Regions from separate parts of the Oryctolagus cuniculus genome. Here region 2 is linked to region 1. Evidence: chromatin contacts called from public Hi-C data. All regions are on one chromosome and are shown on one strand. Each heading gives the region's core, a stretch centred on a gene start, on an enhancer-like site or on the middle of the called end of the contact. The rest is flanking DNA. Distances are from core to core; before and after follow the strand shown. Region 1 overlaps SLK (STE20 like kinase). Region 2 overlaps STN1 (STN1 subunit of CST complex).

Evidence for each region. A called contact is a pair of places that touch in the nucleus more often than the background predicts.
Region 2: a contact with region 1 is called in a Hi-C map of embryonic fibroblasts, with 5 times the contacts expected there. The contact joins two enhancer-like sites. A contact is called at or near these places in 4 of 6 Hi-C or Micro-C datasets (ear pinna, embryonic fibroblasts, skin fibroblasts and 1 more).

The regions. Positions count from the first base shown.
Region 1 is chr15:26,003,442-26,007,688 of mOryCun1.1, reverse strand. It overlaps SLK (STE20 like kinase), which reads left to right. Exons shown (of 19, transcript XM_002718721.5): 19 at 1-3,330. Among named protein-coding and RNA genes, the nearest start is that of COL17A1, 53 kb to the right of the region's middle. Within about 2 kb of position 2,243, at least 1 of the 8 cell types and tissues checked has an H3K27ac peak or open chromatin away from gene starts, as enhancers often do.
Region 2 is chr15:26,170,688-26,174,934 of mOryCun1.1, reverse strand. It overlaps STN1 (STN1 subunit of CST complex), which reads right to left. Exons shown (of 10, transcript XM_008270474.4): 7 at 3,115-3,286. Among named protein-coding and RNA genes, the nearest start is that of STN1, 32 kb to the right of the region's middle. Within about 2 kb of position 1,769, at least 3 of the 8 cell types and tissues checked have an H3K27ac peak or open chromatin away from gene starts, as enhancers often do.

The DNA.
Region 1 (4,247 bases), core at 994-3,493:
GACAATCACCTGCCTCACCTTCTAGAGGGTTTTGTTTTGTGTTTTGTTTTGTTTTGTTTCACGAAAAGATGAAGGGAAAGTGAACTAAGACAGGTGCTGGGCCATGTTGGCAAAGTGCATCTTATGTAGTATTTCCCTAAGGTGACTTTGTATATTATTCTTAAAAATTGTGTTCTTCAGACACTGTTACCTGCAAAATTGTTAGAGAAATAATGTTTAAATTTGTTTTTTAAAAACCTGTTACATTACTAAGTATTGTTAATAAATATCTTTTTACTTGATCTGAATTCTCAATGATGCCTACATTCTGTGGTTGAAACTGTGCTGTAAGGAGTTAGAGTAATTTTCATTTGGTGAATCAGCACTCATAAAACTATATAAGTTGCTCAGAATATGCTGTTGATTCAGTAAATAAATATATTTTTTCTTTAAATAGAGTCTTTTTGAAGGAAAGTTACTTCAGTAATTTGTTGAAAATAATTGCCTGTTTAGGCATGAGCTAATTAATGACTGAGGGTGCTAGTTTTATTAAAGATAGTGCCTGTAGGACTAAATTCCAGTCAATAGGATTTTCTTTTTGATCAGTAGGGACAAAACACCCTTAGTATTAAGCTTTATTGTTTTTAAATGATCTATTATTTGATAAATATTTTCATCCTGAAATATATGTTATACTAAGTTTGGAAAAGCAGAAAAATAGCTTTTAGATTTGAAATTGGAAATGTAAAATTCACAAAATTAAAAGTAATATAGATTTGGTTGTCCCAGTTTATTTCTTAATACATCAACTGGTTAGAAAACTTGTCTCCATCATAGCAAATTTTGTTATATTTCAAACTGTCAGAAGCCTGTAGGTTCTGAGTTATATTTATAAATATATTTTATGAAGTTAATCTTAAAAGAGACATTTGTTCACAATACTTTTCAAACAGGATTTAAATATTAAGACAAATATTAGAAATGACTTTTTCTTATTTTGAAATGAAGTTTTATTTTATTCCATGATTAAATTATTTACTTTGATTTACGTGGGAAAGGCCTGAAACCTTTATCATGTGGTTGCTGATATGTGTAATTATTAATGAAATTTCATTCTTAGTTCCTTTTGAGGCTTAGAATTTCAGTGTGTCAGGTCAAACAGTATTATAGTCTGTACTGGGGTGCAGGAGAGAGAGCACATTTGTCAGTGGTGCTTGCTGCCTGCCATTTGCAGCCTATTCTCTTTTAAGAGTAGTAGGTACCAAATTGTAAAAGTTTGAGTTTTTAGTTATATTACTTCTGAGGCTGGTGAAAAATTTAAATGTAATGTTCTGGGAACACTGATTTGATATTAAGAAAATGTATATGTCTGTAGCACTTTCTTTCAGTTAATTTGAAAACTTTGGATGCTGAACCTTATTTTGGTGGTTTAGATGATTTAAAAATGCATGTATGATTTTAACTTTGTAATTGTTTTGACAAGTAAAATTACTTGGACAACTTTGTAGGTAGCCTTAACTTCTGGCCAAGTTTGTTTTTTATATAAATATATATATATACATATATATATTATGTATGTTGTAAATTCATACACTTATCACATGAATGTGTTGCTGTAAACAAAACTCTTAATGCTTTATTCTCAAATGCTGGGTTGAAAATTGTTTTGAAAGCCTTTTAAAATATATATCTTTATAAAGTAATATTCAGGATTATGATGGAAATTGTTTATATTGTTATGATAAAAATGATTGTATAATGTTGCCCAGTGTATTTAATGATTATTTGAAGAGGGAGAGGGGAGGAAGGTTCTCATACTACTTTCTCCTTTGAAATTTTCAGTTTATTGGCTTTTAAAAAATGAATACTTCAGGCAATGAGCATTTTTTCAATATCATTTAAATATCCTGTACTAAATAGTTTATGGCACATTATTAATTTGGTCTGAATATTTGATTCTAATCCTTCCGACTTGACATTCAGAGTGTTGAATCAAGGAGAGAGGCTCAGAGAGGAACAGTTAAACACTTGGGGTAAGTTTATCAGCAACTCTCGCACCTCCCTTAGAACCGCCCTTTGGATTCAGTGTTTGTGCTTGAGTTCTCTTTCAAATATGACCATGTGGGTGTAGGACATGCAGAGGTGAATCATTCATTTAATGCTTAAAGTTATATAAATCTTTTCAAAAAGTGTTTTCTTATGGAATGTGCTGTTTGTATCCATGCCCTCCCACCTCGTACACAGCCCTGTATTCAATAGGTAATAACGATCTTTCCTGCATGAAGTGAGGGTGAGGAAGCCGCTACGCGTGCAGCCAGATCCATTCCTCATTTGGGTGGTTGTTGCTGGGGGAGAATGTGCTGTGACGTGTGCAAAAGAAATTCTCAGTCTGTGCACCCTAGACAGTAGCCTCCCCTCGTTTCCCTGAGGGCTGTGAACACGCAAGGCCTCTGCTCTTCTGCAGGTCTTCCTCCTAGAGCCCAGGGCACCACACTGCCTTTACTCGTCCTGTCAGCCCACAGGGTATGAATTACTGAATTAGCTGCTATTCTGTGTGGAGTCACATTAAGCTTTTTCTTACCCTTTCTTATAGGAAACTGGAGGGTGGGAAAGAAAAATTCAGAGTGCTTTCATTTTGTTCAAACAATTAGAACCTTCCTATGACAGGATCTAACAAATCATTATTAAATACAAACCAGAACCAGAGCTACCTCTACTCTAGTGTTTCCTCAAGCACAAAGCTCTCAGGCATTAATGAGACCCTCGTCTCTGATTTCTTGAGCATCAGCAAGCTCCAGAAGTGATTGTTTTTTGTAGTCTTCTGGTCCCCTTGTAAGTACACACTTTCCCCTGTTCCACACTGTGCTGAAATGACAAGGATTCTTCTGAGAAGCCAAATTCTGTCCAGGCATGAGCTAGAGATGCTGTTGAGTAAAGGAAAACCTAGAACTGAAGGGAAGAAGAGAATTCTGTGCTAATAGTCTTTTGATTCAATAAATCAGTTCTTTTCTGCAAAATGATCTTTTCTAGGAAATGGGATGGTATTTGTAAATGCTTTTCTCAAGTTGAGGGCATAACAATTAATTCCTCCGTTGTTGCTGTTCTGTGGCTGATGATGGTTTTGAAAAGCTTTCACCTTTCTGCTCCTAAGCTTGGGATAGAGTGTTTTTTACCAGTTTTTAAGTGTTGGCTGCAGCTTTTTGTGATCCTCTGATTTGCAGTGTTGTAAGTTCACAAACTAAATTTTCAGAAAGAATTTTGTTCCAGGTCATGCCTCTTGTCTCTTTGGGATCAACATGTCTTTTCAATCATGAGATTGGCAAATAAAAAATAAAGTTATTTCTTAATATATTTTGGGAAGCATTTTTTTGTTGTTGTTGAGAATCTTTGGAACCGGATTGTCTTGTATGAGAACACTTTGCTACTTTTTGGGGTCCTAGTTGCATTTTCAAACTTGCCATCATCCAGGTCTCCTAACCCTTCCCAACTTACCAGTGTTCCTAGCTGTCTGTAGTTGTAACCAACTGTGTGACTACCACACTCACAAATCTCACAAATGTAGTTTTCTATGATAGTGGGGGGTGGGGGGTGGGAGGCAGGTGAGGTTTTTCCAGAGGTCAAAACACTTCCATCAGTGTATATATACATCCACATTTCCCCTCCTCTTTCCTCCCTTGGGATAGATTTTCCTTCATGGAAAGCAGTTACACAGATGATATGATGTCACTTCTGCTCAAATAACCTCTTTTTATCATTGATACACAAGATTCAGCAGGCTCTGGACAGCATCATTTGGCAAGTGTTCAGTGTGGTTGGAGGGAGGCGTAGCATGTCACTTTCTAATCTAGGAGTATTGTGCACCATTGAGCTCATTCTTGTCTTTTTTTTAAAAAAAAAAAAGATGAAACAAAAGGGGCTCAGATCCAGTGCGATCCAGCTGAGAGCATACCTCATATCTGCCCGCCCTTGTTCTGGGTTTTGTCCAGGGAAGACTGCAGATTTGGAGTCCTACCCTATTTCTCTTGGGCAAAGAACTCTGAAGACTTTTGAGTATCTTAGTAAGATACAGTCATAATCACAAGGGGAAAGCTAGTCTGATTCATCAAGGTAAGAATCATTAAGAGGGAATATGAGGGTGGCGTTTGGCCTAGCTAGTAAGTCCCACATTGGAGTACCTGGGTTTGATTCCGAGCTCTGGCTCCTGACTCCAGCTTCTTGCTAACGCAGCCCTGGAAGGCAGCAGGTGATGGCTCAAGTAGTTGGGTCTC
Region 2 (4,247 bases), core at 520-3,019, 170 kb before region 1:
TTCTGAAACAGTAATGACAGGCTCATCCGATTCAGGAAACCGAAATTGCCCACAGACAAAAACAGTGACTGGCTCCATGGGCTGAGCCTCACCAAGCCTCTGCTAGGCTCAGGCCAGGAACTGGGTGGAGCCCTGAAATATATATAGTCTCCACTCCTGGAGAAACTCAGCATTCATCCAGCTGTCAGTGAAACAGTGGCTGTGCGAGGTCTGCTTCTCATGCTTCTGGATTCACTAAGAAGGGCCGCTATGGAAAAAGAAAGAAAGGGACAGAACATTCCAACCCGTTCTCTGGCCTCTAAGCTCTACCAGCATCATAATGACTTGACGAAGCGTTCACCTGTAAGACAATGCAAGGTGCCACAGGATCTAGGATGTCACCATCATTCTAAAGCATCTTTGGTTTCCCGGGACTCTATTAAGTGGAATTCAATTAAATGACATGGGCCTCCCCAGCAAAGCAATGTGAGGGCCTAATTCATAATTGATGGGAAAAATCACTTCCAAAGACAAAACAAGTACAGTGCCAGAACCATTCTTCTGAAACCTAACAGGCTGTGGGCAGACACAAGTTTCTGCTCTGAGCATTTAACACATGTCATGCCAAGGCGTCCCCACCCTGCACTGGGAATGGAGGGGCATCCCAGCCTCAGAGCCCTGAGTCCCTCCCTCACCACAGCTGTCCTGGAGAGCTGGCTCCCGTGAAGAACGCGGTCTTCGCGTTGCCTTCCAAACATGCTGACAGAGTTCCCAAGCCCCAGGAGGGGGTCAGGTGGTTTCGAGCCTCCGTTAAATGATTAAACGGGAGGTCAACCTTGCTGTCAGCAGACAGCTGGGGAGTCGCAACGGCTCGGAGGCAACCTCAGGGAAAAACAAAGGACCCAGTCGTGACCCTCTGCACCTGGGTGTTTTCTGAAACCCTATCCCTGTATCCCCGTATGAAATGCTGGTCACCAGGCATGGAAGCCTGTTGCCAAGGAGGGCTAATTAGGTGTGGGGACAAAACTGAGAGGTAGCGGCCATGCCCAGGTCAGGATCGGGAGCTGGTATCTGCTCCACCTGGAGGTTCCCCGGTGAGGGAGTCTCAGCAAATGTCTGGCAAAGACGTGAGCCATGTAGGCAGTGTGGGAATGGAGAGGCTGCTTAGGCACATCACGGGACCTGTCCCAGAGCCTGCTCTGAGTGGCGAGTCGTGTGTGTGCTGGGGAAGCACCTGTGACACACACGTTCCGTGAACACCTAAGTCTCTCACAGCACTCCACAGTGCACTCCGATTGTTGTGCAAGGAGGAAAGGGATACAATGACTAACAGTTTCTGTACTCACAGGCTCTGTCCAGAGGATATTCAAGACATTTAATAATGGTCCCTTCCTGTCTCTGGGTGGGGGTGGGAGGGGCCGGGGAAGGAAACTTGACTCCAACAGTCCCCTGCCCCCCACAATTTATTGGCAGTTTTGCTTTTTGTGGTTTCAGTTACCCATGGCCTGAAAATATTAAATGGAAAATTCCAGAAATAAATAATTCATACATTTTAAATTGTGTGCTATTCTGGGTAGGTGATGAAATCTCATGCCGTCCTATTTCGTCCTTCCCAAGACATGCATCATCCTTTGTCTAACACATCCATGATGTACACACTACCTGCCCGCCCAGTCCATCAGCAGCCATCTATCATATACAAGGTTCACTGCTATCCACAGTTTCAGTCATCCACTGGGAGTCTTGGAATAGAACCCCCAGACGATAATGGGTGTGGGGGTGGCTACCATGTATAACTGCTGGGACCATCTGAATTTTCTAAACCCATTCATGTGTTCAATCAAGTAATTATTGAGAACCTGCTTTAAGCCAGCACAGTCCTAGGTCCTGGGTAGACAGCAAAGAACAACACAGACAGGCCCCTGCTCTCACGTAAAAGGAACAGGCAGCTCAACAAATAAACACCAGCGTATCACTGACAGCACAGGGTGATCGCCTGAGTGGCGATCAGAGCAGAGGCAGGGAGGCAAGAAGGTGGCATGTCAGCCGAGATGGCCCCCTGGTGGGATAAGGAACATAAATTTAAAAAATAACTTCGACTGGGCCAGTGCTGTGGCATAGTGGGTAAAGCCACTGCATGCAGTGTCGGCATCCCATAAGGGCGCTGTTTCAAGACCTGGTTGCTCCACTTCCAATCCAGCTCTCTGCTGTGGCCTGGGAAAGCAGTGGAATATGGCCCAAGTGCTTAGGCTCCTGCACCCTTGTGAGAGACCTGGAAGAAGCTCCTGGCTCCTGGCTTCGGACTGGTGCAGCTCCAGTCATTCTGGCCATTTGTGGAGTGAACCAGTGGATAGAAGGCCTCTCTTTCTCTCTGCCCTTCTGTAACTCTGCCTTTCAAATAAAATAAATAAATCTTAAAAAAAAAAAAAACTCAAAAAACTATGACTTATGTGACAACAACAAACCTAAACCTAAGAACTTTAACATAGAGAAAGCCTAAAACCAAAGTCTCAACTCTTAATTCCAAGCAAATAAATAAATGCCAAACAACCAAACAAGTTCGCGTGACACTGGGGTGAACCAACAGGGACAGCTTTTTTCAAGATGAATAAAAAACAACTTAGGTATTTCTTAAAACTTTTACTTATAAACCAGACTGGATACCACTCAGTGTTCATTTAAACTTCTAAAACACAGCAAATTAACCTAGAAGACAGCAACCCATTAAAAACTTTGGCTCAAGTTCAAGAATCATCTTGCTAATCAATAAATAATCTTGGACAGATAATTACCTCCTTTCACTACTTCCCCTCATCCGGCTTCTGCTGATGGTTACTGCCCAGTTCAGTGAGTGCTATCAACTAGGTGCTAGTATCCTTAAACTATTACTGTTTCTTGCTACTCAAAGATCAACATAATGAGATTAAAGGAGGAGGACAGGGCAGGTCCAGCCTCAACTCAAGTTCTGAATGCTCAGTGAGCTTCCCAGAGTAGAAAGGGCATGTGCTAGAGCCACAGCCTCTGTTCCCCGGGTCCACCCTGTGAGTCTTCATGCCACAGTCACATTCACCCACGCCCTTAAGCTGCAGACTGGGGCAGAGGACCTGGATCCTCACGTGGGCATGCTGCACTCACTTGGTCAGGGCAGGCGCTGTGAATCACGGGCTGATTGGCAAGGGCCAGCAAAGACTCCACCGTTTCCAACTCCTGCTGGTAAAAGCTTGGCACTCTGTTCTCCTCAAGGAATTCTTTGACTTTTTCACTCAGCAAACATGTGAGATGGGCAAGGTCCAGGGTGCCTGGATCGCTGATGGAGGAAGGATTGAAAAGAAAAAAAAAAAAAAAAAAAAAAAAAAAACCCCTTAAGAAAACCATCACCTGTGCTCTTTTCTGGTGTGCATAAGATAGTCGGAAAATGGAACAGTCTGCAAGTACTTCAAAAAGTTCATGGAAAATGAAATTAAAAGGTAAGTTTAGGGGATGGGTGTTTGGCCTAGCAGTTAAGACACCTGAATCCCACTTCCGAGTGCCTGGGTTCAATTCCTGGCTCTAGCTCCTCGATTCTAGCTTCCTGCTAATGCAGATCCCGGGAGGCTCAAGTAGTTGGGTTTCCGCCTCCTGCAGGGGAGATGTGGTTGGAGTTCCCAGCATCTGACTCTGGTTGGGCATACTCCAGCCATTGTGGACACCTGGGGAGTAAACCAACAGATGGGAATACTCTTCTCTCTCTCTCAAATAAATAAAAATTTTAAAAATAAAATACAGGTTTAAAAAAAGAAATATTTCTTTTGGTCCAAACATTTTTTAGAAACCATGCAATTTTTTCATACTATGCATTTTCTATGAACTTTTTGAAGACCCCTCATATGTTGATGCTTGTTTTTGACATAAAGGGTGAGTCGGTGAATGTCACACAGTTGTTTAAAAATGTAAGGCAGAAAACAGGAACCAACAGAGATAAGATTGATGAAGAAGAAAAGCTGCAGACAGCATGTAAGACACGGTCTTTGGGGCTGGCACTGTGGTGCAGTGGGTTAAAGCCACAGCCCCCAGTGCTGGCATCGCATATAGGTGCTGGTTTGAGTCCTGGCTGTTCCACTTTTAATCTAGCTTTCTGCTTTTGGCTTGGGAAAGCAGTAAAAGATGGCCCAAGTGCTGGGGCACCTGCACCCGCGTGGGAGCTTCAGAAGAAGGTCCTGTCGGGGCTGGCTCTGTGGTGTAGCAGGTAATGCCACCACTCGCAAGGCTGGCATCCCACGTGGGAGCCG